Regions from separate parts of the Mus musculus genome. Here regions 2, 3, 4 and 5 are each linked to region 1. A link is a contact called in public Hi-C, HiChIP or PLAC-seq and promoter capture Hi-C data. All regions are on one chromosome and are shown on one strand. The core of a region is the stretch at or near the end of the contact, and the rest is flanking DNA. Distances in the headings are between cores, read along the strand shown. Region 1 has its middle 37 kb from the start of Adam12. Region 2 holds the start of Dhx32 (DEAH (Asp-Glu-Ala-His) box polypeptide 32). Region 3 overlaps Fank1 (fibronectin type 3 and ankyrin repeat domains 1). Region 4 holds the start of Dock1 (dedicator of cytokinesis 1). Region 5 overlaps Adam12 (a disintegrin and metallopeptidase domain 12 (meltrin alpha)).

The links. Promoter capture Hi-C pulls out the DNA fragments that hold promoters and counts their contacts. HiChIP or PLAC-seq counts read pairs in DNA pulled down with a chosen protein or histone mark. Hi-C and Micro-C count contacts between places; a contact is called where the count stands out from the background.
Region 2: an H3K4me3 HiChIP or PLAC-seq map of stem cell-derived neural progenitor cells shows a contact between it and region 1, with 4 times the contacts expected there. The contact joins the promoter of Dhx32 here to the enhancer-like site in region 1. A contact is called at or near these places in 4 of 39 promoter capture datasets (the 3T3-L1 cell line, frontonasal cranial neural crest, hippocampal neurons and 1 more), 3 of 115 datasets of contacts at active chromatin or transcription factors (embryonic stem cells, extraembryonic endoderm stem cells and stem cell-derived neural progenitor cells) and 2 of 9 other capture datasets (adipose tissue and embryonic stem cells).
Region 3: a contact with region 1 is called in a Hi-C map of muscle stem cells, with 3 times the contacts expected there. The contact joins two enhancer-like sites. A contact is called at or near these places in 1 of 39 promoter capture datasets (hippocampal neurons), 2 of 15 datasets of contacts at CTCF or cohesin (embryonic stem cells and pro-B cells), 16 of 484 Hi-C or Micro-C datasets (the 3T3-L1 cell line, the C2C12 cell line, the N1E-115 cell line and 8 more), 4 of 115 datasets of contacts at active chromatin or transcription factors (embryonic fibroblasts and embryonic stem cells) and 1 of 9 other capture datasets (pancreatic islet).
Region 4: a promoter capture Hi-C map of the 3T3-L1 cell line shows a contact between it and region 1, with 4 times the contacts expected there. The contact joins the promoter of Dock1 here to the enhancer-like site in region 1. A contact is called at or near these places in 2 of 39 promoter capture datasets (both in the 3T3-L1 cell line) and 1 of 484 Hi-C or Micro-C datasets (embryonic stem cells).
Region 5: a contact with region 1 is called in a CTCF HiChIP or PLAC-seq map of the NIH/3T3 cell line, with 5 read pairs. The contact joins two enhancer-like sites. A contact is called at or near these places in 1 of 15 datasets of contacts at CTCF or cohesin (the NIH/3T3 cell line) and 2 of 115 datasets of contacts at active chromatin or transcription factors (embryonic fibroblasts and embryonic stem cells).

What each region holds. Positions count from the first base shown.
Region 1 is chr7:134,259,183-134,264,140 of GRCm38.p6, reverse strand. No RefSeq gene overlaps it. Among named protein-coding and RNA genes, the nearest start is that of Adam12, 37 kb to the right of the region's middle. Within about 2 kb of position 2,745, at least 78 of the 459 cell types and tissues checked have an H3K27ac peak or open chromatin away from gene starts, as enhancers often do. A contact at or near this core is called in the NIH/3T3 cell line, adipose tissue and muscle stem cells, where this site is marked.
Region 2 is chr7:133,774,502-133,779,459 of GRCm38.p6, reverse strand. It overlaps Dhx32 (DEAH (Asp-Glu-Ala-His) box polypeptide 32), which reads left to right and starts at 2,657. Exons shown (of 12, transcript NM_133941.2): 1 at 2,657-2,858. Fank1 (fibronectin type 3 and ankyrin repeat domains 1) reads right to left here and starts at 2,569. Exons shown (of 11, transcript NM_025850.2): 1 at 2,490-2,569. The coding sequence starts at 2,502.
Region 3 is chr7:133,854,284-133,859,241 of GRCm38.p6, reverse strand. All of the region lies in intron 2 of Fank1 (fibronectin type 3 and ankyrin repeat domains 1), which reads right to left. Among named protein-coding and RNA genes, the nearest start is that of Gm51500, 77 kb to the left of the region's middle. Within about 2 kb of position 2,736, at least 18 of the 459 cell types and tissues checked have an H3K27ac peak or open chromatin away from gene starts, as enhancers often do. A contact at or near this core is called in muscle stem cells, where this site is marked.
Region 4 is chr7:134,667,895-134,672,852 of GRCm38.p6, reverse strand. It overlaps Dock1 (dedicator of cytokinesis 1), which reads right to left and starts at 2,166. Exons shown (of 52, transcript NM_001033420.2): 1 at 2,009-2,166. The coding sequence starts at 2,054.
Region 5 is chr7:133,999,553-134,004,510 of GRCm38.p6, reverse strand. The region is part of intron 4 of Adam12 (a disintegrin and metallopeptidase domain 12 (meltrin alpha)); the gene reads left to right. Among named protein-coding and RNA genes, the nearest start is that of Gm39103, 21 kb to the left of the region's middle. Within about 2 kb of position 2,855, at least 24 of the 459 cell types and tissues checked have an H3K27ac peak or open chromatin away from gene starts, as enhancers often do. A contact at or near this core is called in the NIH/3T3 cell line, where this site is marked.

The DNA of each region.
Region 1 (4,958 bases), core at 1,496-3,995:
TGTGCTTCATTATGCCTGCCATGTTCAGAGGAAGCAACCTGACAGAACCTTCAGGAACAGAAGCTCTGGGGTGCCACTACTGTTCCCGGTCTGTGGCCTTGGACGGAGGTGCCATTCAGCACCCAGCCAGGAGAGAAACCACATGGTAATCCAAGGATGCTTAATGTACTGAATCATTCACCATATAGAGAATTGTCTAGTAAGAAGTGGAGGCAGCTCTGAAGAGCCCAAGTAGCCACAGAAATAAAGGAGCTGCACTAGAAGAATTAGAGCATGGCTCAGCAGATGACAGAGAATGTTTTGTACTGCCCCACCCATAGAACTTACTGAAAATCCACCCTCTGAGGCTTGCCCTGAGGCTTGACAGAAACCTGACCTGCCTGGGGATTTTGAGCCCCCTCTGCTTCAGCAGCAGTCAAAGGGGGGTGGGAAGGTGGGGTGAGAGGAAATGCCTGCTTTGTAGGGCTTGGCACAGTACCTTGCTGAGCCATATCTCTCCAGCGCCCCCTACTGACCAAGTTTAGCATTGCTCAGCCACCTAAGGGAGACTCTACAAAGGGTAGGATCCGTTTTAACTGAGCAGACAAAAAGGGTGGAAACAGGGTGGAGGGTGGGGGTGGGGTGAAAGGAAAAAAATTCAGTAAAGACCTGGCACAGTTGGTTGTTTATCCTTGCCTCAGTTTCCCTAACTGCCAGATGCAAGGTAAGTATAGTGCCTTCTTCATGCGGTTGCTATGGAAATAAAGTGGATGGGAGTGGAGTGTGTGGAAGAATGCCTGGCCCAAAGCAAACACATCATGAGTGTTTCCTGGCATGCACAGAGGTGGGAGGAGAAGCTCATGGGCCATGAGTTGGTTGAGAGGGCTTAGCAGTGAGATGCTTCAAAAGGCCATTGTATGCTTAGCTTTATTGCGTCTGGTCAGTCCTGTAAGCAGGAAGTTTTATCATAAAGTTTGGTTGGGGGCTGGGAAGGTGACTCTATAGGTGGAGGGGTACTTTCCCAAGGCATGGCAGACAGCCTGGCTTTGATCCCCAGGACCCACAGGGCAGAAGGGGAGAGCTGACTCCACAGCTTGTCCCCTGGATCTTTTCACGTGCACATAGCATGTGCTTGCCCCCACACATAAGCGCAGTGAATAAGTAAAGAAATGCAAAATATTCTTGAAAACATTTGGTTGGCTGGTTTTAGGGCTTTTGAGATACAGTTTCATGTAACCCAGGCTAGTTCTGAACTTTCTATGTATCAGAGGCTGGCCTTGAACTTGTGACCGACCTGCAACGGCTTCCCAAGCTCCTGGCTTCTGGTAAACTTTCACATCCCCTCCATGTTCCCATCACCTTGGGAATCCTTTCAGAGCAGCTCAGCAAAGTTTGTGTTTGCTTTTCTAAAATACTGTTAGGGCCTCTTCTCAGTACGCCAATGAATTCCTATGTACAGTTCAACAGCTTTTTGAAAAAAAATGCACACTTTAAGTCAATTCTGCGATAGTTAAGGACAGACTCTCTTGGATGAAGATCCCAAGACATCTGTCCTTACTTTTCTTTAGTATCTCCAGAGTATTTCAGAAGCTTTTCCCATGCATCTAAATTCAGGGCCCAGCTGTTTCCAGACTGTTCGGTGATACTTAAGGAGGTGGGTTTCTGTCAGCTAACATTTTAAAGAGAGAATGCTAGATGGAGCCAACTTTTAAGAGTTCATAAAACACTCACCTTCACTCCAAACCTGCTGCTGAGTCCTCAAATGTAAAGAAGGAAGAGCCAGCCGCACATTAAATGGCACTAAAGAATGTTTTCAAGGGCGGTTCTTAACTAAGGTCCCAGAGAGGGGAACCACGTAGGAATATGGCGTGTTGTCTGGTGTGGGGTAATGGTCCCTCTGTTCTGGCTGGGACAAGGCAGAAAATGAACATTTGGTTTCCTGTTGAGCTTATTTTCTTATTGTAGAAATTATTTTAATGCTGACAAATGGATCGAACACAGCCTGAGTTTCTCTTATGTTGTATAGTAATAACAGAAATATCTAATGTTATGATAAGTAGAGAAATCAAGGCCTACAGAAATAACGCAGCCATTTCTTCCCTCCTCTCAGGAACTGGCCACCAACTGTTGAGTATTTTTCTTAAACTCAGACCTCAAGAAAGACTCCGTGGGGTTTGAAAATTCTAACTAGACTTTGCCATCTTAACGTCACCAAACAAATTCTCTGAGAATGATTTGTTTGCATTTGAGGATGTCTTAGGTCCAGAATGGAGATGGCTTTTCAGAGATGCAGCATGAGGGGGCTGAGGAGTTTCTAAAGAAAGATTCCTGAGTTTGGACCAGGCAACATTTGAAATCCTTAGAGACATCCAGGTGGTAAGAGAACTGAGCCATCTCCCGGTGGTCCCCATGACTTTATGTGGAAGGAGCAATTCCTATTTGGGTTATACATCCTGTCTGCCAGCTGGTAATGGAATAATGGGAAAACAATTGTCTTGGCTCTTCAAACAGCGTCTGTTGCCAACCCAACTTCCTGGAAGCTGTCAGCTCCCCTGGGTGAGTCAGCAAATACTTGCTCTGTGGAGCAAGACTCTGAAAGAAGTACCGGTAAGGCAGCCAATCATGAGAGAGTGTGGATAATTCTCTGTCTCTCAGAGTCCCTACTTTTCACCATTCACTGGCAAAAAAAAAGTCATGCACTAGACCTGGCCTCTGAGTGTATCTGATGACCCACAGTCTGGGTATGAGGCACAGTGTATGCAGGAGGGGCTGGATGTGTCTGCCCAGGGAGTGTGATCTAATCATTGGTACATGAGAGTTCTGGGTCAAGCAACTAAGAATGTGGTAGGAAAAAAAAAAAAAAGACTTCTTTGGGTGGACAGGAATGCACTGTGTGCACTCTCAAAGGAAGTGAGCTGCTAAGTGATTACAGTGTGTCCATCAGCAGATGGCTCCACATGGTAAGGCTCCTTGAATTTGTACTTTCATCAAAATTGCCCACAAATGTGTAGCCCTGCAGAAACCTTTGAAACCCGCCATCCTTGGCAGAAGCAGCCCATTCCTGGGACTGAATCACTTTGGAAGTTTCTCTAGCTCGCTCTCCTTCTCCCTCTCCCTTCTCCCTTCTTCTCCCTTCTCCCTTCTTCTCCCTTCTTCTCCCTTCTTCTCCCTTCTTCCTTCTCCCTTCTTCTCCCTTCTCCCTTCTTCTCCCTCTCCTTTCTCCTTTCTTCTCCCTTCTCCTTTCTTCTCCCTTCTCCCTTCTTCTCCCTTCTTCCTTCTCCCTTCTTCCTTCTCCCTTCTTCTCCCTTCTTCTCCCTCTCCTTTCTCCTTTCTTCTCCCTTCTCCTTTCTTCTCCCTTCTCCCTTCTTCTCCCTTCTCCCTCCTTCTCCCTCTCCCTTTCCCCTTCCCTTTCCCCCTCCCTCTTCTTCCCCTCCCCCATCTTGCTATGTACAGTTGGGACAAGGCTGGCTGATCCTGGAAGAGCAGGCTATGCAACAGGTACTGGAGATTCTGCAAGGTCCCCCACTAACATCCTGTGGCTTATTTTCGAAGGCCAGGATCCTCCACCAAGGCAGACCTCGGTCTACAAGTCACATGGACTATAGCAATGACAACTTTGCAAGCTTCTCCAAAAGTTCAGAGCTTTTCTTTAAGTTGCAGGTGGTGTCTCAATGGAAGATTTAATCTGAGGTGCTCATCTGGAATGTGCACAAAAGGAGGGAGGGCGACACTGAAATTCTAGTTGGTTCCTTTGCCTCTCAAAAAAGGTTCCTGGACACATCCTGAATGGCACTTGTCGGGCCTTGGTGCAGTCAGAAAGGTGACTTCAAGTAGTAGTGTTTGTCCCAGATCTAAGTGCCTTAGACCCTGGGAAGGAAAGAGCAGACTTTTTCAGAGCATCTCAAGACAAACAAAGGAAAACTTTTAAAATTCTTAAAAGACAGGGAGGAAGATGACTCCTCACTCAGTAGATGAGCTGACATGCAGTGGTTGGTCCTGAGTGCTTCCCACGAGCAAAAGCTGAGCCCAACAGCACACACCTGCAGTTCCAACAATCCCGACGCTGGGGACAGAGAGACAGGAAGCTCTCTGGGCCTCTCTCACCAGCTCACTTAGCCAAAACCATGAGCTCTAGGCTTGGTGAGAGACCCTGCCTCAAAAACGAAGATGGAGAACAATTGAAGTAGACACCAATTGTCATCATCTGGCTTCACACATATCCTACACACACACACACACACACACACACACACACACACACACACACAGCTGAAAAGAGGGAAAATATAATGGCTATTCGGGGTTGTGAACTTGACTATGTCTGGAATTAGCTACAGCCCAATGACTGGGCAAACTTGTGAGAGATTTTTTTTTAAATGAAATCATTAGTATTTGAAGTGGTAAGACTCATTTCTAATCTGGATCTCTGAAGTGGAAAGATACACCTTTACTCCAGATCTCTCTCTCTCTCTCTCTCTCTCTCTTGAAACATCGTATCTTTTTTTCGTTTTTTATTGGTTATTTTATTTAGTTACCTTTCAAGTGTTATCATGTTATTTATTCCCCCTTCCCAGTTTCCCCTCCACAAGCCTCCTATCCCTGTCCCCTTCCTCCTGCCTCTATGAGGGTGCTCCCCCACCCACCTACCCATTCCTGCCTCACCGCCCTAGCATTCCCCTATCCTGGGTCATCGAGCCTCCGAAGGACTAAGGGGCTCCCCTCCCAGTGATACCTGCTAAGGCAATCCTTTGCTACATATCCAGATCTTTTGAGGTCTGGACCACACTTTGCTGGCAGCCTGTATAAATCCACCGAAGAAGGACGCTTACTCTCTATCTGCTTGCTTATACTCTCTCTGGCAAGTTGATCCTTCACTGGCATTACAGTCTACTTCCTTGGGATTCAGGTCTATGTTGAAGACCAGCTGAGACATCCAGCTCCATGAACTGAACAGCTATTGGATTCGTGGCCCTTCCATT
Region 2 (4,958 bases), core at 1,408-3,907, 480 kb after region 1:
TCTTAATCTTTTTTTTTTTTCTCTGCCCCTGAACCCCTTTTCCCCAAGTTTAGGGCCTATGTACAGGGAAATCTAATGGGAATCACCTCTCCTCATCCTTAGCCATAGTTATTGTGCAAGCCAACTATTTCATGCTTCTCTTGGAAGCCTGTCTTTCTGCCCTTCCCCACTTTCAAGCCATGGGAGGTTTCAGTAGTTCCCCAGTGGGTCTCTGGGACGATGCACTCTTGGCCTGACCCACGAGGCACTGTGCTGTGTGTTTACCCCCCCCCCCCCCCCAGTTCTTACAGGGAACACAGTAGGAACCAGAAAAGAGAACAAATAAAAGTATCGAGGGCTGAAGATTTTGCAGTTCGCAGTGTACAACTTTAAACAGTACTGCATACTTACAGAAAATAAAGCTGTCTTTAGAAGTTATATATTTCTCAGCTAAGGATGTAGTTATGTTGGTATAGGGCTTGTCAAAAAGCTATCACATCGATATCCCATCTTTAGCACCACATGGGGCTGGGGAAGGCCTATAACCACAGCATTCTGAAGGATCAGAAGTTCAAAGTTATCCTTTGTTACATAGTGAATATGAGAGCAGCCTGGGATACATGCGACCACACACACACACACACACACACACACACACACACACACACACACAGATACTTTCTCTAGGAAAAGATCACACACAGCCTGGCATCGGTTTGGAATGAGAGTAAATCCCTAACATTGCTGTATATTCATTTTTTTCCCAGCAGGTTGGATAAAGTGTACAATCCTTTGACTTTTAAACACAAATGATAGATGTTGTATAAAAATCCTACCAATCCAAGCAACTGTAACTCCCAACCTGTAGGCTTTATATTCAGCAAGTTAAAAGGGAGGAAGCCTTTAAATTTTCTTGTTATTATGAAATGAGTGTGTGTGTGTGTGTGTGTGTGTGTGTGTGTGTGTGTGTGTGTTTCCCTTAAGGAACATGGGATTTGGTCTAAGTATTTTATGTTTGAAACTATGCAAAAAAAGACAATTTGATTTATTTTTTAGCATCAAACTGAATCTTATCAAGGTTTGAGCTCTTTGGAGTCTCTAAGTCAAACAGTGTATTTGTTTTAAGAACAAAGGAGGCAATAAAACAGCATGGGTGGGGAGGAGGGAAGGAGCCTAGGACAAAGTCCCTGGAAAGGTTGGGAAAAACAGTGGACAGAGAGGTGAGTTCCAGGGTACCTCAGTTCTAGCAACTCTAAAGCACACATCTTCAGCCATCTATCATACACAACTTTGTAGCCCATCGTGGTAGCCCATGCCTTTAATCTTAGCACTTCATAAACAGAGGCAGGTGGACCTGTGGATTTGAAGCCAGCCTGGTCTTTAAACAGTGAGTTCCAAGCTAGCCAGAGAGATAGTGAGATTCTGTTTCAATCAAAACAAAATGAAAAACAGCACTGTAGCCCCAGCACTTTCAGAATGTGGAGCCATGAAGATTCTGAGCCACTGGTTCAGGAGGCTAGGTCACGAAGTTTGCCCTAAACTCAAGGTCAGCCTGGGCTGCAGGAGACAAACTCAAACTTAAGAGTATTTTTAAAAACAAAACAAAAACCAGGGCTAATGAGATGACTTCGCGCAAACAATGCTTGCAGAAAGTAAAAGAGCCAAGTTTGATGCCCAGAACCTCCATAAAATATCAAGTGTGGTGGTGTGATTTGTAGATTCAGCCCTAGAGAGCTGGAGACAGGATCACCTCTGGGGTTCTGCTAGCCGGTTTGCCTAGCCTAGTTCACTAGAGCTCTAGGTCAGTGGGACACCCTGTCTTGAAAACCAAGGTGGGAGCCTGAAGATGTGGTTCAAATATCATGAACACTGACTGCTCTTCCAAAGGACCCAGCACCCACAAGCCTACTCACAGCCTGCTTTTATTATAGTTCAAGGGGATTGGGTTCTCTCTTCTGGTCTCTGTAGAGGCACAAGGCACATGAGTGGTGCAGAGACATATACATGCAGGCAAAACATCTGTACACATTAAATAAAATAAAATAAAAATTTAAAACCAAGGTGGATGGCAAGAAAAGACACCAGAATGTCCCCTCTGGGTTCCACACAAATGTGGCACACTTGCATGTGCACCTGTGTGACACCTGCACACGTGTGCACAAACACATGCATCCGCACGAATAGTCAATAACAAAGAACGGAAAATTTAAGACAAACAGGAATGAGAAACTTTTGTTATGTATCTTATGCTGGGCGGAAGCACATGAATTATATATACCACAGACTTTAGGGATAAGATCGAAGAGAGGCAAGAACACATAAATTCAAGGCCCAGGCTCCATGGAGGTTCACTAAGACACTGGAAGCACTATTAACCATTCGTAAGCCCATTGCTAGTGAGGGCATCAGCCGTGCTCTGTGGAATCTGTGGATCATTTAGCCGAGGGTTCGAGACCTGGCCCGGCTAGCTCGGTCTCTGCTCGCACCCCAGGCCCTAGCCCGCCGCTTACTGTGGGGCTCCATGGTCAGCTGCTCCCGGGGGCCCTCGGGCCCAGCCCTGGCGGCGCCGCCCTCCTAACGCCTGTCTTCGTCTGGCGTCGCTCGGGTTGCCCTGACAACCGGGGATGGGCAGGCGAGCGGGCGGGCGGGGCCCGGCGGACGGCGAGAGGGAGGGACCAAAAAGTGACGTGGAAACGCAGAGCAGCGCACGGGCGGGAGTGGCGCAGGGGGGTCGCGACCCGGGAGCGCGGCGGCTTCAGCAGAGCCGCGCCCCGAGCTCGGGAACGCTCTGTCAGCTCCTCTAGGGACCACGCGAACGTCGGCCGGGCTCGGGAAGCTCCCGCCCAGGCTCTGGGAGGCCTCGGCGGCCGCCGCTGCAGGTAACGGCAGGGCAGGCGGCGGGGAAGCAGGGAGGCCGCGCACCTGTTGCGGCCCCGCCCGACCAGGCACAGCTGAGGGCGAGGGCGCCCCCAGCTCCGGAAGGAGAACCGGAGCTCCGGCCTGAGATCTTCTGGACCCTGGTGGGTTAAGTCTAGGATGACCTGAGACGCCCCAGTGAGAGTCAGAACAAACCCTGCTCCAGCCGGATGACTCGGTCTTTGCACCGCCGTAACCCCAAGCTAGAGTCAGGGTTACCCCTGCATCTGGCGTCCGTCCAGGTCAGGGTCCGGATGAACCCGGAGATGCCCGGGTGAGAGTCGAGATAGACCCTGTTCCTGCTGGAGGACCCAGCTTTTGCCTGCCAGTACCCATTCTCCAGAGTGAAGGGCTATTGCTTCAGGATGTTGCCCCAAGTCATGGTCCGGACTCGGCCTTTGCGCGTGGCAGCTCTTTTCCAGGGTGGGTACCCTATACCGGGATGTTGTCCCAGGTCAAGGCTAGGATGACCCTAAGACTCCGAGTATGGGTGCTCTCAGCTCCTCCTGGAGGACTCGTTCTTTGCACCACATGTTTCAGAGAGGGGTGTTCGAATCCGTTTGCCTAGGTGAGGGTGTGAAAGCTGCTCCTGCCTCTATAGTAGGCCAAGGCTGTCTACTGAGACTACGGGCAGTTCCTCCCCTAGTCCTGCTCTGTCTATCATCCCCACTGTCACCTATCATATTTCAGGCTGTGGGCCCCTTGTGGGATCTTGGAAATTGGTTTAGTTTGGTGTGTGTGTGTGTGTGTGTGTGTGTGTGTGTTTGTGTTTGTGTTACAATACTCATTTTTCCTGTTGATTTTTTTTGGGGGGAGAGGGGGGTCACTGAGTCAGCCAAATTGTGTAGGATACTGGTTTCAAAGACCAGGATCCAGGTTTTCCTTTAAGAAAGGTGTGAAGGGGGGAAAAACCCACTAGGAATTTTTATCTGGTATGGTGTAGAATTTTCAAACCACCTCAGAGAGTGTCATGGGTTAAGGAGAGAAGAGGGGGAAGCAGAGGAAGGAAGAAAAATGGAGAAGAGATAAGAAAGGGATGAGGAAGTGCGGAGAAACAGAGGAAATTGTAGGATTGATTTACCGGTCAGCGCTGGACATTAAAGGCCTTCCATCAACCCCTACTGCTGCCATAGACAGGACTAGAGAAAAATGGAAGGCCCAGCCAGCTCTATTGGGGTCATATAAGTGATTACTCATCTTTGCCAGTAGAGAGATTTCTACCGCGTGGCTGTCAAGGACTCAGGGGAGAATTACTTTCCCCAGGGAGTCATTCAAAGCTTAGTTGAATCCAAGAAGCATCTATTCTGTGATGGAAATGGACATTTATTATATTCTGCCAAATTAGGCTTCCCTCTCTATGAGGGTGAATTGTCAAAGCTAGGAGGCTTACGAATGGGTGCAGACAAGCGCTGTGATTTATGCAGAACTCAAACTTCCTAGGCTAAAGTATCAAACAGAGAAATTCAGGTTCCTGTAACTTAGAGGACGGAGGAGACAGAGTAAGATTCTGGGTGCTTCAGTACCAATATTTCCCAAACACTGGTTCTCAGAAGCAAAATCACAATGACGCTTTCCCATGCAGGAAGACATGGTTATAATGGAACAGCAAATGTCACAAACAAACCTGGCAACACACACACACACACACACAGGAGAGGAAGTTAAAATGTCAGAAAATCAGTAGCCTAGATATTGAGGGATTTTTTTTCCTTAAATGAGAGTGGAGATCTCCATGCTAAGGTAATAAAGACTAAATGTGGCCATTGTGTGTGGATTTCAAGATTGAAAACGTGGAAATAGAAATTACTGAAGGAGTAACTTATAATGCTTTAGAAGAGACCTAAATCCTAGAAGTGGGCGTTGAGGAAGTCTCCGTGCATAAAGACAGTTAACTGTGAAACCAAGCTCTTCAGGGGATGTGGAGCCTTTGAAAGAAACAACTGGCTAGGAGGAGGAGTGGGGATGGTGTTCATCACGACATTTCCCCTCCAGCACCTAGCACAGTGTACTTACTCAGTGGATGGGAACTTCCGAGTAGGGATGTGTTTACCCTGAGAGAAGAT
Region 3 (4,958 bases), core at 1,487-3,986, 400 kb after region 1:
CCCAGTGAGGTCCAGCTATATCACCCAGCTCCAAGTTTACCAAGACCCTTTCTCCTTGATGCTCATCCAAAATTGAGATTCCAGGAGAAATTAGTAACTTGAACCACCACAAAGTTACTTCAGGCACCAAAATCCAACAGAGCCAAAAAAAATAAATAATAACCTGATCATTGGACCTCTCTAACATCAGGCCCTGTTCCCTGCCCTCTGTTGGCAAAGTCAGCTCCATTCTGGTATCTTTACTTTGTACAGCCATCCCTCTTCACTCAAACAAACAAACAAACAAACAAACAAAAAAGGTGCACATTCAACAAGGCCATCCATCCATCAATGCAGAGGCACAGGTAAGAGTCTAACCCTGTGCCCTGGAATGGGAGGAAGGTGGCAGGAGAGGAGCTGGGTGATGCTGAGGTTGGGTGATGAGAAACCTGTAGCTTTCGCACAGGTGCAATGGGAGTCAGCCACTATGAGGAGTTCTAACTCCCTGCTATAGAGAGGCCGCATGGCAAGATGGAGCCCCTGGACAGTAGCCAGCAGTGATAGAGAGAAAGTCCAGGAAGCATCCTGCATGCCAGCTTCCAGCCATCAGAAGACTGCTGCGCCTGCCAAAGTGGAGCAGAAGCCAGTGCCATCACAGGCAGCTGGGAGACAGACAGACACACAGTTGGCTATACAGCCATATAAGATAATAAAGAATGGTTCTGATTGCATTAAAAAAAGTGTTTGAATTTTTAAAAAATCAGACAAGCATGAGAAACATAAATACACTCACCACAATGTGACCTCTCTAAACCAAGCAGAATAAATGTCCAGAAATACTACATGGGCTGAAAATTATAATCTAGAAAGTAAGGATGGCTCAGACTGGAGCAGGTGACTCTTAGGAATGGGTAGACTATATCGCTCAGTGAGCGTCCTCACTATGGTTTGGGTAGGGTTGGTCCCCTAAGGTATGGGTGGGCATGCCTGTGAGTGTGTGTGTGTGTGAGTGTGTGGTACGGTGTGGTGTGAGCACGTGTGCACATGCAAGTCTACACACAGTCTCCCTTGCCTGAGGGCATTCACTCACACCCTGTAGTTAATAGAGGTCTAGTACACTGGCAAACTTTAAGGTGTTCTGCTTTGGTTTTTGAGGTGAAGCCTTGGAAATCTGTCTAGGCTAGTCCCCATCTCCTGGCCTCAAGTGACCTCCTCTGTCTTGGCCTCCCAAGTACCTGGGATTACAGGCCTGAACCGGGATCCACTTGCAAATGCTTTAAATCTTTCACTAAAAGCATCCTGTGTCCAAACAGTTCACACACTCCTCCTCTGTCTCCCCCCTCAATTATGGCACAAGCTTCCTGATTAATCCTCTCTGCTGCCTACTGCCCCTCCTCCCACAGCCTCATCTCAGGCAGCCACAGTGGCCCTCATAGACCATGTAGACCCTGCCTCTTCTGGACGAACAACTTCACTTGCTCCCCCCAACCTCTTTCTAGTAAAAGCCAGTGCTCTCTGGATAAGTCACAGCCACACCTTTACCTCTTGCTACCTTGTCGACCTCATCAACACCCCCACCTGCTCACACCTCTTCTCCACATTCCTCCATGAGCTTTCCTGTTTGACACTGCTTTGGCCTGGAAAGTCCCCTTCAGTACCCCACACTTGCTTCAGGCCCTTAATCCTGGTCCCAGACCCCTAACCTGCCCCATTCTTTCTTCTTTAGGACCTAGCACCCCTGACACACTATACATTTTTACTTGCATGTCTCATTTAGCAGGTGTTTTTCTCAACATGAGGAATTCCTATCTGACTCCAGTGCCATATTTCTGGCTTTTGGGACACTGTTTGCAATGTCATGTGCACTCAGTAATACATGACATGACGTGAATAAAAAGCACAAGAGGGTGACAACTGTCACAGCAAGGAAGGGCAACAGTAAGACAGCAAGACAGTTGATGCAGAATATTACTCTGGCAGGACAAGGGCACAGAGAACAAGAAACACACAGAGAGGATGCCAAGGCATATTCAAAAGACAGGAAGTGCCTACATCAGAGACAGTTTGTGCTCAGAAAGAAGAGGTAATCAAGCAGGTGTGGACAAGCTGCACACACACACACATGCACCATGTATATCACACAAAGAAACAGACAACACAAATATGTGCATACATGCACATGAGTGCACACACACATACACACGGACAGCTTTAAAAGGGAACAACCTTCACAGTGGAACATGATTAAACAATACCCTAAGGAGTCAGACTGTATGGCAGCCTTCACCTTCCATGTAGAGAAGACCCACTTGAGATGATATGACAAATGAGAGTGAAAAAAACAAACAACAAGTCAACCTTCAGGTTAGAAAGAAGAGACAACGAGCAAAAAGACTCATCTCACTGGCAAATTCTGGGTAGTTCAGGGCGTGGGACACACAGGAACCAGACAGAAATAGAACAGAATACCCTGGCCTCAGGAAGGGGAGCAGAGGGGGAACCCACAAAACTAGGTAACTGTACTTCTGAGAAGTATAAGGGAAACCCAAGCCAAAGATCACTCCAGTGATACAGACTACAAAGTGCTGATGGACCAGAGCCAAACTGCCAGGGCATGAGGAAGCCCCAGTACCACCAGCCCAGCATGCAGTAGATAACCATCCTAGTAAAGAAGGCATTTGCCTTAATGATCTAATGAGGTGGAAGATGAATGAGGTTGAGGCTGCTGCAGTCCAAGCCTGCCACCTAGTGGTCAGATACATGCACACACTTTTCCAAGGGATAAAACCTTTCACTAAAAGGCCCTTGGAGCCAGGGTGTGCAGATGATGCCACCAGCTCTGGATGGCAGACCGCTATCCCAGACTGTTCTCTGGCCAGACCACAGCCAGGCTTCTGGGGCCAACTGAATGACGCAGACACTGTATCAGCTGGAGGCTGGTGCACGTGGCTGGTATCTGTCTAGATGAACCCTGGGCACTTGGTATCAAAGAAAGAAACAAGGAGAGAGAGGGAGAAGAAGGAGAAAAAGAAGAAGAAGAAGAACAACAACAACAACAACAACGAGGAGGAGGAGGAGGAGGAGGAGGAGGAGGAGGAGGAGGAGGAAGAAGAAGAAGAAGAAGAAGAAGAAGAAGAAGAAGAAGAAGAAGAAGAAGAAGAAGAAGGAAGAACAAGAAGAACAAGAACAAGAAGAAGAGAGAGAGAGGGAGAGAGAGAAGGAGAGAGAGGAGAGGGGAAGCAGAAGAGAGAGAGAGAGAAGAGAGGGGAGGCAGAGGGAGAAAGAATAGAGGAAGGAAAGAAAAAAGGAAGGAAAAGGGCAGGCCAAGAAGCAGCAGAAGCACATAGCCAGGACAGTTCCCCCATGCTCTGGCCAAGTCAGACAAGCAGAAGGCTGTCTTTTTCTCCCTCCATTAAAAAATACTTAAATATAATTAAAGATGAGAAGGATGGTTCAGTGGGTAAAAAGAGCATCAGGGCCTGAGTTCAGATCCTGGAGAGATGGCTCAGCGGTTAGGAGCACTGACAGCGGGTGGGAGTGGGTGGGTGGTTGGGGGAACACCCTCATAGAAGCAGGGAGAGGGGGGATAGGACAGGGGGCTTGGGGGAGGGGACCGGGGAAGGGGACAACATTTGAAATGTAAATAAAGAAAATATCCAATAAAAAAAATAAAAAAAAAGAGCACTAACTGCTCTTCCAGAGGTCCTAAGTTCAATTCCCAGCAACCATATGGTGGCTCACCACCACCTGTAATGGGCATCTGGTGCCATCTTCTGCTGTATCTGAAGAAGCGACAGTATACCCACATACATGAAATAAATAAATCTTTTTTTAAAAAAAGAAAGAAAGCTGGCTGTGATCCCACACACTTGCAACGCCAGCACTGGAGTGGGGAGAGATAGGAGGAGAGTTGGGGTTTGCTGTCCAGTCAATTTAGCAGGTGGTCATTGCCAGAGGGCAAGCTGGGTGTTAATGAAAGAACTTGTTTCAGTGGAATAGGGGCTAAATGAAAAAGCAGGGCACTCAACACACTCCTCTGGCCCCCATGGGTACCTATCCCTGCACATGCACATATACATGCACACACACATATGCACACACACAATACATTTTATATTATGTATATATGTGTTTAGAAGGAAATCACCTTCATAATAGAACATGTGACATGATTAAAGAAAATCTTGGGGATTTGATGGCTAATTTTTTTGTTTTTGTTTTTGTCAATTTTGATGTAAGCTAAAGTCATTTGGGAAGAGGGAACCTCAGTTGAGAACATGTTTGACCAGATATACCTATGGGAAAGTCTATAGGGCATTTTCTTGATTAATGATTGATATGGAAGAGCCCATGCCCATTGTGGGCGGTGCCAGTCCTGGGCAGGGGGTCCTGGAGTGTAAGAAACCAAGCTAAGCAAAGCATGGGGAGCAAGCCTGTAAGCAGCACTCCTCCATGACCTCTGCAACAGTTCCTGCCTCAGGTTCCTGCTCTGACTCCCCACCCCCACCCCCGCCCCCACCCCTGCCCCCGCCCCCACCCGTGATGGACTGTGGTGTGGAACTGTAAGCTGAAATAAACCTTTTCTCCACAAGTTGCTTTTGGTCATAGAAACCTAACTGAGTCAGGGATTCAAGGTCCAAAATTATTTTCATATGGTAACTATATTTCAGTTAATACTATTTTCATTTGAATACAGAGAAATGCTTCTCAAACATCAGGATATTATCGCTTAGCTAACAATTAAAGAGTGGGGTGCAGGGGAAAAAAAGACACTGGAGAGGGGAAAAGGGGACAGTGTGACATGAGATCAGACACACATCATCACCATCCAGGCTGTCCCACATCAGCACTTGGGTAGAATGCCTCTAGAGGAAAGGACAGACAAGTAGCTGACTAAACATTCTATGACCACATCATTGCCAGTCTTCTGTGTCCCAGGGCACCAGGGAAAGGTTGCGGGGTGGGGGGTGGGGGGCGGT
Region 4 (4,958 bases), core at 917-3,416, 410 kb before region 1:
CTGCTAAATGTTTTCTGGCCTTTTGCTTAGAAAATACAGCTTTTTTCCTTTTGAGATACGCTCCCACGTAGCGCAGACTGGCCTCAAACTTATTATGCTGCAGAAGATGAACTTCAACTTCTGATCCTCCCAAGTTCCGACTTTACTGGTATGCACCTCACTACCACCCTGCACTACAAACTAGGTTTGGACTAACTGCCCCCCCCCCCGACACCCCCACCCCCACCCCCAACCTCTCCCAAGCCATTTTCTTTCCTATCTACAACCCTTCATTCCCAAGGCTGCTGAGGTCTCCAGCCTGCCTATTTCTTTCTCCCAAATGGCAACAAAACAGTCTTCCAACTTAAAGGGAGTGGAGGATGCTGGGGGGGAGGCGGGGGGGGGGGGGCGACGACACGACCCACCAGATGTGAGGATGCATGCCTTTAAACCTAGCAATCAGGTGATAGAGACAAGTAGACCTCTGTATGAAGCCAGACCAACCAGGGCTACATAGTGAAACTCTGTCCCCCCCCCAAAAAAATAAACAAAAAAAAATCAAAGAAATAGACTCCCCTCCCCAATAATCCCAAGGCACCGTGGCAGTTGCAGCAGAACAGGGATGAATGTGAACCCACTGTTGCCAGGGTTCAAACCCAGCAGCTCCCATTACTATGCTACAAGGGTAAAGCACAGGGGGCAAGTTTCTCCACTACCCGGGAGTCCTCTGCAGGGCCCTCCTTCCTCAACTGCACCCCGACTATCTGGCTTTCTGCTTGCCCCTGCCACTCTTCTAGCTGTTCTTTCAACAGTCCTGGGCAACCCCAAGAGAAAACCTCCCACACCCTGAAGCCATCCTAAGTAGGACCCTCATCCCAAATTAAATAGATGGGACTCTAACAGCCCTTCCCAGCTCTGCCATGGGCCTCTGAAAGGTCGGCCAAGCACAGGTGGAGCTCAGCTCCAGTGTTCACAACGCAGGGAAAAATCCTCCAAACCTGGGTGTGGGCCTAGAGTGGAGGTAGGGGCCCTAGGCTTCTCCAGCCCTGCCCCCATGGCCACCATCTCCTACTTGTTACAGAAATAAGTAACTGGAGTTCAAAGGAAGGACACGGCCTTGTAGACTGGAGTCTCCGGGAAGCTTTCAAAGACAGCGGGCTGGGACATGAACTAGGCCTGCAAGACGGTGCTGAAGGCATGCCTAGAACAGACAGCTGCTGAGAAAGTGCCCCAAGGCAGCCCTTAGGGTGGAAGGCAGCAAGCTCCCCTAAATGCTTGCTTGCAAATCCCCAAGAAATGCCTGCTTGCAAGTCAGAGTCTCTGCTCAGGTGAGGCTGGGCGTCAGAGGATCCTTAGGGAAAAGAGAGCAGGAGCCTGGAAACGGAATGGTCAAATCTGGAATGCCAGCGAGCCCTGAGGCCTAGACAGACCTGACTTTTGATGTGGGCTAGCTGGGGGGCGAGACAAGGTCTGCAGGGCTCTGGGACTGTCTGGCCATTGAGGAAAGCGGGACTCCTTGGATCAAAAGTAAGCTTGCAACCCTACTCCTTCTACCCCCTAGGGAAGCGACAAAGGCAAAACCAGGTCCCCGCCCTCGAGGTCCGTTTCCAGAGCCCCGGGGACACAGGAGCGCCTGAGTGTCCCCTACCATCCAGGGCGGGAAAGGCGGCACCGACCCAACCCGGGAGGCGCAGCCACTCCTCACGCGAGAAAAGGAGGCTTCACAGATCCGAGCGCTGCACAATGAAAAGTGTCCACCCGGAGTCCCGGATGCCAAACAGAAGTTTCCCGAAGAAGCCAAAACGCACACAAACAATGACCCCGGGAGCCCCGCGCACGCAGGAGCACACGGGACTACGACAGAGCGAATGCGCGGGAATGAGGAGCACGGTGGACCCCGGAGGGTCCCCGGGTTCCCCACGCGGGCTCCAGCCCCGGGCGGGCCGGGCTCCGCACCGCGCGGCAACAGGCTGGGCGCCGCGGCGGGGAAGTTGCGCGCGGGGCGGGCGCGGGGCGGCGCGCTGCTCACCCACGCCGTACTTCTCCTCTCGCTTGGTGGGGACCCAGCGCGTCATGGTGGCGCTGGCCGCAGCCCACTGGAGCCGCCGCTGCTGCCGCCGCTGCTCGGGCAGGAAACTCTGCGCCTAGGCCGCCATCTTCCATTCCTTCCCCGCCGCGACAGGATGGGGAGGAAAAAGTTTGCGGCGGAGGCGGTGTCATGTGGGACGGGGCGGGCGGAGCGTCGCGGGCCGGATGGGAAAGGCCGGGAGCGCCGGCGAGAGGCGGGACGGCGGCCGGCTGTAGCCCGCCCAGGCGCGCGTGCCCTGGGGCTCGGCCCGCCGGGTCCCTCGAGGGACCCAGGCTGCTTCCCGGAGCCCATGGACGCCCTGCATGCTGCAGGAACCGTGCAACTCACATCCTCTACTTTCCACTAAACACCGTGCACCTCGCACCTACTAATCTGCACTGTATGGTCCTCACCCTGCACTGTCTACTCTGCACCGCATCCAGCACTCTTTACCCACACTCTACTTTGAACACCGAGCACCCAGCATCCCAAACACTCTGCACTCTGTACCATACAGGGTACACACATACACACACACACACACACACAACACACACACACCACGCACACCATCCTGAACACTGTACCCTGCACCTCACAAAGTGCTATCTTTTCACACACAAGCGTGCACGCGCGAACACACACACCACAAATCCTTATAGCCCTCTAGGCCTGGATCTAACACAAATAGTCAGACACCACACATGTACTCACTGGTGTGAAGTGCGGAAACCCCAGTTCTGACCTGGTGGAGAGCGTTGGAGCAGAGCTAGGAGTTCATCGTAGTTCATTCATTCATTCAAAGTGGGCACCCATTTTGCCAGGGTCTGAGCGCATTGAGCGTGCCTAGTAGCTGATGGGAGTGGTGATGTACAGTCAGCACTGGTAAGAGAAGCCTAGGAAAAGACTTTGCAGCCCCTGGGTGTTTCTAACAGCCCAGATCTCTTTGGGTGTTGAGGGTCTGGAGCAGCACAATGAGGCTCCTAGTTTGCAGCAACTTTGAGGCGTTCAGTAGGAACTGGGCCTGCTGAAGTGGGGAAAGAGAGGAAGTGGGAAGAGAAAGGAAGCCAGTTCCAGCTTAGAACAAGCAGCTCCTAGCAACTCTAATCTGAAGGAGGCTGGTCTCAGACTCACCCAGTGCCAGCCACCCACAAGTGCAATACTTCCGATTTCTTCAAGGCCTGCCCATAGACACACCCTGAGCGTTCATTAGAATCCAAGAAAAGGTTAAAACTAAGGGGAGGGGTGCAAGGGGACCTCGGGTCCACAGCAAGCTATTAGAAGGGGCAAATGAGATTGCATATTCTACTGTGTGCCCTCTCTTGCATCCTAGAAACAATGACAAAGACACCAGCCTGGGAATCTTCAAGGACTAAAGGAATGAAAGTTTAAAAGAATGAAGGCTACATTGTGTAAGATTGCATGTCAGAGCCAGAGAGGGGCCAACTCAACTAGAATTGGAAAGGTCAGGTGCCTACCTGCTGTAGACAGGGCCACCCCAGCCTGGAGCAGTTATATCAACCCGTCCAGAATGCAGCTTAAATAGCCAGGAGCTCCTGGATGGGGAAGGTGAGAGAGAACCTCCCCAGTTCAAGATAATATACAACTAAGATTTCTAGCAATTCAGCCACTGATTCATAGAAAGTCACAGGCTCCTTTCACTGATAAGGAACTTCAGTCCCTCAAAAGGGAAGCTGCCAGGGCTCACCTCCCACGTGGCCTCCAGCATTCACTAAAATCCGAAACCTCAAGGGTTCAGGCCTTGAGGGTGGGGTCCAGTAACTCACCTGCTCCAAAGAGAAGCAACCAAAGGTGCTAACCAGAAGTGGGGTGCTCAGAGTCAAGTGCCTGGCCCACTTTAGGTCAAAAGAGTTTCCCTGAGAAAACTGTCTTAAGCCTGGACTTTAAGGATAAGCAGAAATGAGTAAGGGGAAGTGGGGAATTAAGTGGATGTGCAAGGGGCCTGGGGTGGAAAGAAATGCTGGTTTTTAAAGGAAGGAAGAAACCAGTAAGGCTTATTTAGACGTGACCCACGGAGATGCTCCTGGATAGAAGGGCTTTCTAGGTCTTCCTGGGATTTTGGAAATCCATGAAGAAAACCAGGAAGATGGATTTCAGGAGCACACATATTATCTTCTGTGCCTCATTTCAGTTCTGTTTTTGAGGCTCCATATGAGAGCAGATGGCTTGTGTTGAGAACAACCAGGCGCCTGAGATCCAACAGTCCTTGAAAGCATGCCCTGCTGTGGCCAGCTGTGCAGTCACTCTGCTGTTGCTTCTGCCTCATCCTCCTGGTGCTAAACCTCAGGGTCCTGACGGCCCCATACGTGAACCAGGACTGCTGGCACCAACCTCATGGGACATCCTGAGGCTCTCCAGAGAGTGTAGCTATATAAATCAGCAGCAGACCCAGAGCTGACGGCCTCCTGTCTCTCCCTTCCTCCGTGTTCATTGTTCAGTAACCTCAGGGTACACATTTTCACTCTGATAAAAAATGACTGGTACAGGAAGCTAGGGAAGTGGGTCAGTGGGTGAAATGCCCAATATGCAAGTTTGGATCCCCCAAATTCAAAAAACAAAAAACAAAAAACACACAAGCATGGCAGCACACACCTGGAACCCCAGATGGGGAGCCAGAGACAGGAGCTCATTGGCTAGCCAGATTATCCCAACTCATGAGATCCAGGTGTAATGAGAGACCTAGCCAGCCATTGAAGAATGCACTGACGTGAACCTATACCTGCACATGCACACATGTGCACATATATCTATGTGTGCAGGAGCACACACCTATACAAACATATACATACAACACACATCCTGGCTTAATCTGGTTTTGATTTCTTGTAAGAATGTTATGCTAAAATAGACTTACAAATCAGAGTTTTAACTTTATGTTACATTTTTATTT
Region 5 (4,958 bases), core at 1,606-4,105, 260 kb after region 1:
TTAATGAGAGTGGAGATAGAGGTCAAATCCCCAGTGTGTAGGTAAAGGAGCCGTACACATAACCTCCTCCCAGGCTCATCACCCAGAGGGGTCCTGGTCTGGTCCCGTGTTGTTTTTCCTGGGGGAAGGACACTTGAACACTCAACCTTCTTGAAAGATGACATGTCTCCCTAGAATAGGCTCATATTATGCCGCAGAGCCCTTCTATTGCAGTGCTTAGCCGTGCAACTCTCTCGGGCTGCTGAAGCACACTCACTCTATCCCGTGCAATGAGACTAGCCTCATGGGATATAAGAGCTGAGTGGCCAGCGACCTATTGCCTAAGCATAGATATATCAGGGGAAGCTCCATGTTCTAGTCCTGCAAGCGCCTGGGCAATAACCACCTTGTCTCTCCTAGTTTGGGCCTTAAGCTTACAGACCAACCAGAGAAGCAACACTAATCCACAGCAAAGTGTATCTCCAAATAATATCAATCCCACCCATTCTTTAAAGAAGGAAAATGCTGAGGAGATCCAATTGGGTAATCCTTTGGTCAGGGACAGGTCCAAGCGCGTGGAGTTGACCTGAAGTCTCAATTCCCGAAGGATCTGTTCAAATTCAGCCATCCAATTCTGTAACATATACTGAAAAAGACTTTTTGACAAATTAGCTGCCTTAGTAAATTTAACATACTGAATGGAAGTAACACACAATCCCGGAAACTTTTGTTTACATCCCAGCTGAGCTATTTGTCATAATACATCTAGTTGTATCTGGACAAGATCTATGAGTTGATTAACCAGCATGAGACCTCCCTGTATCTTGACATTAGCTGAGGCCTGTTTATCTATGACTGTAGTCACTGAGGCTGACAAAGTGTTAATGGTGTCAGTCATCTGGACCTGTCCAGACAGAGCCAAGGCTGTCTGAATCAAGGCTAAACCCAGTTCCTAGTTAGTGGTAAAAAAGCAGGAGAATACTTGAGCATTATACATCACCGTCATCCACCTTTTGTAAGGCCTGGTTAGCAGCTAGAGTAAGAGTCCTAGGGGAGGAGATATGAGGATCTCCTTCTAAAATACCAAACAAAGGCCTTAACTCAGCGGAAGGAATCTTTAAAAAAGGTCTGAGCCAATTAATATCTCTCAACAGCTTTTGAAAATCATTTAAGGTATGGAGGTGATCTCTTTTTATCTAAACATGTAAATATTGATTTCTCTCAAAGGAGGAAATATGTGTGACATCCATTTGTCAGACCTGTAATGGCCTGACGCCACGAGGGTTTACCCCTATGTGAGTAGATAAAATTTGACAACAATCTAAAGGCATTATTAAGTAATCAGAATCATTTTCAGTAGAACCAATCCCTCTTGCAGCTCTAGGAATACCAGAGGAAGAAAAAACAGCCATGTAGGCTTGGCAAAATTATTAGTTGAGCTATTCTGTCTCTTTGTGATATAGAAAAGACAACTTGAGGACAAGAACAGAGAACCTGAAGTTCCCCTTTACAATCCTGATCTACAACTCCAGGGTGGACAATAAGACCTTGTAGGCTGCAAGAGCCTGCCTCTGTCATTATTGTCCAGTGGCTTCACCTGCTCGGGAGAGCGCCTTCCAGGCCCTAATAGCCTTTTCATCTGATTCAGAACTATTAAGAACTGGCTTCTCTAATTGATCTTTTTTCTTTTCTTTTTCCTTCTCCTTCCTTCCAATCTCTCCCCAGGTATTCTTACCTGACCTAAACTTTTCCTCAGGTTCAAGACCCGTGGAAAGGCCTGTATGCTTATTTTGTGTACCATATTTTCTCTTTGCTCCTATTCTCTCTCCCCGCTTTACTTCTGATAGATTGTCCTGAACTTCATCCAGAATCCGCCCTGCCTTAACCACTTGATAACATGTGAAAAGGAACAAAAGGGCTTCTAACACTAGAGAAAGTTCAAGGCCAAACATACCTTATAAAGCTATTTTCCACTTTACTTCTGATAGACTGTCTTGAATTTCCTTAGAAAGTTCAAGGCCAGGCTTACCTCGTAAAGCTATACTCACTGGTACTCTCGTTCCCCAGCTGAAAAGTTCTGAATTCATGCAGTTGAATCCTTCTTAACAGTCTGCTTTACGGGAACCTTTATTACCGCGACCCGCAGTTCTGGTTCTGGAATGAGGGATCTTCCTTGCGCCGGTGAAACTCCCGTCCCGAGTTTCCTCCCGGGTTTTTTCTTTTCGGATTTTTTCTCGTCCCGGAATTTCTCGTCCCGGGTTTCAGCACCAATTCTTAATAGCGTTCTCACGCCCGGCCAGGAAGAACACAACAGACCAGAATCTTCTGCGGCAAAACTTTATTGCTTACATCTTCAGGAGCTAGGAGCGCAAACCCCCAGCCTAGGACGCATCACTCCCTGATTGGCTGCAGCCCATGGCCGAGCTGACGTTCACGGGAAAGGCAGAGTACAAGTAGTCGTAAAATACCCTTGGCACATGGGCAGATTATTTGTTTACCACTTAGAACACAGGATGTCAGCGCCATCTTGTGACGGCGAATGTGGGGGCGGCTCCCAACACTGGTCTCCACTCAGGGACCTGTAAAGATCCCTTTGCCTCTGACCCTGCCTTAGGAGTCAAGGTCCCTACAGGGTCATAAATATAACTCTGCCACAATCCAATTTCTCAACCAATACATGGAGGGCCCAACTATGTATTTCTGAGTCATGAAGTTATCCAGACAGTGACTCACAACTTCATCAAAATGAAATCATGTTCATTTGCGTGTGGTGAGTCATGTTGAAAAAAACTGAATTTCAGGAAATAGGAATTGTCTGGGAGAATCGAGTGACTGTGCTCTGCAGTCTAAGAGGTTAATCCCTGTTAAGAGTGAGCAATGGGCTCATGAGCTAACTCGGGTAACCTGAGAAGTAAGTTGTGAGCGCTCATGACAATGAAGATGGGTAGGGTAGTTGACTTCAAGGAATGGTTTATGAACACTAAACTCCACTTCCCCTGCTTCATAAAAGCAATATTTCAAGTTATTGAACTGGAAATTAATTTGATTCTAATTTGTTTTCAGCCCGTGCTTTAATGAGCTTGTATTCCTGTGTATTTAATTAGAAAGTACACTTGATAAATAATCCATTAACAATAGAACCTGAGAACAAATGAGTTTCAAATTTCAGAAGTCAGTAATTATCGTCACTGTGTGGTTTATCATCCCCTCCCCCAAATGAGGGAAAGTCTTAAGACAGATCTCAAAGGCTAGTGATCCCGCTCATCTGGGCAGCCCAAACTCCAATAGCAGCTGCTATGCTGTCCTACTCAGTGTCTCCTTCAGCTTTGACATTCCTACAGGGGCCCAGGGCTAGAACCCACCCCCTACCTCCAGCCTGTATAGCACAGCCTGGGAGGGGACCAAGATCCCTCTGATGCCCTGAGATATTTCTATCCAGTTACATGCATCCCTCATGTGAACAAACTTTTACATGACTCCCTGAAAGTAAAGGGGAAGAGCAGGGTCATTCAAAATGCACACAGGCGAGGAGGCACACTCCTATCCTTGTGTCCCCTCCTTGATGTTCTACGAGATATCTGATGTGGCTGCCCAAGCAACCACATCCCCTCTCAGTCCCTGAATTGAACCAAGCCACTGCTCACTGAAAATGACAGTCTCATGGAGGAGAGAGAGATTGCTAGGCACTCTGTGCTCCTGTGTCAGCATGGGTGCTCCCTGAACTGTGTGCCCCCTCCATCGGCCACTGCCTTTGCAGTTTTCCATCTGTAGGTAATTCCTTCTCCAGCCCTGACCTCTGGGCACCAGCTGTCCATACCACAGCATGTGCAGTGAGATACTCTTCGGCAAGAAAAAGCAGAGTTCATGATAGAACCTGGAAAACATTATGCTGCATGAAAGAAGCCAGGCACGGGGCCATGTATCACAGGCTTCCATTTACATAAAATGAACAGAACACGCAAATCCATAGGGACAGAGGGGAGACTGGTGGTTGCCAGGGGTGGTGAGGAGGGACTGTGGGGTTCCAGGTGTCTCTGTGGGGTCGTTAAAATGCTCTGGAATGAGATGGTGGAGATGGTCGTGCATCCTTATGGATTTCAGTGATGGAGGACTTCAGGTACTCTGTGTACTCTAAGCAGAACACCATTACAATGCTGACATGTCATGCCTTAAAATAGTGAAATGTATGGCATGGGAATGTAATCTTAATTGTAAAAGAGAATTAGCTCTGCAGGCTATCCAATTGTCACGTAAAACAATTGTAATTAAAAGAGTGGAACTGGCTTAGGAGTGGACAGTTGAGCCTTCCTTGGTGGACTATAAAACAAAGAAGAGACATAGACATACCCTGAGTATTCCCAAATGCTGTTTGAATGTCTTGCATGCTTGATCACTAAGTCCTCAGCTGGTGGTTATACCGGGTGGTGGGGGGGGGTGGGGAGGGGGGAGGCCTTGTTGTAGGAAGTGGGTCACTAGGGCTAAGCCACTCTACTTCTTTGTTGTCACGGGGGAGCAAACAGCATCCCTCTCTGCCAAGAAGTCCACTGTGCCTCCCCTGCCACAATGGACTATGAGCCGAAAGAAATCCTTTTTCCTTGAAGTTTCTACCAGGTTATCACAGAAACAAGAAAAGTCACAAACATAGCACATGCCAGAGTGTTGGGAGAAAACTGATGAGCAGTGGTGACTAATGGCTGGTGTGAGCTTGTAGGAGCCAGCATAAACTAGGCCTGTACTTCCAGGTTGTAAATAAATCCTGGGGAGATTAAAGAGCTACTCTCAAGACTATGTAAATAGAAGAAAATAAAAGGCATGTACCCGTGACCTCAAAGAAAACTGTCTTTAGTAACAGTAAATTTGGGGGACAGAAGAGACTCGAATTTATAAAGCCAGAAACTCTGGGCAGTAATGGTCGGGTTCAAAGAATTTTCTTGCGCAATAATGGCAATAAAATATTAACATCCTGAATCTATAGAAAG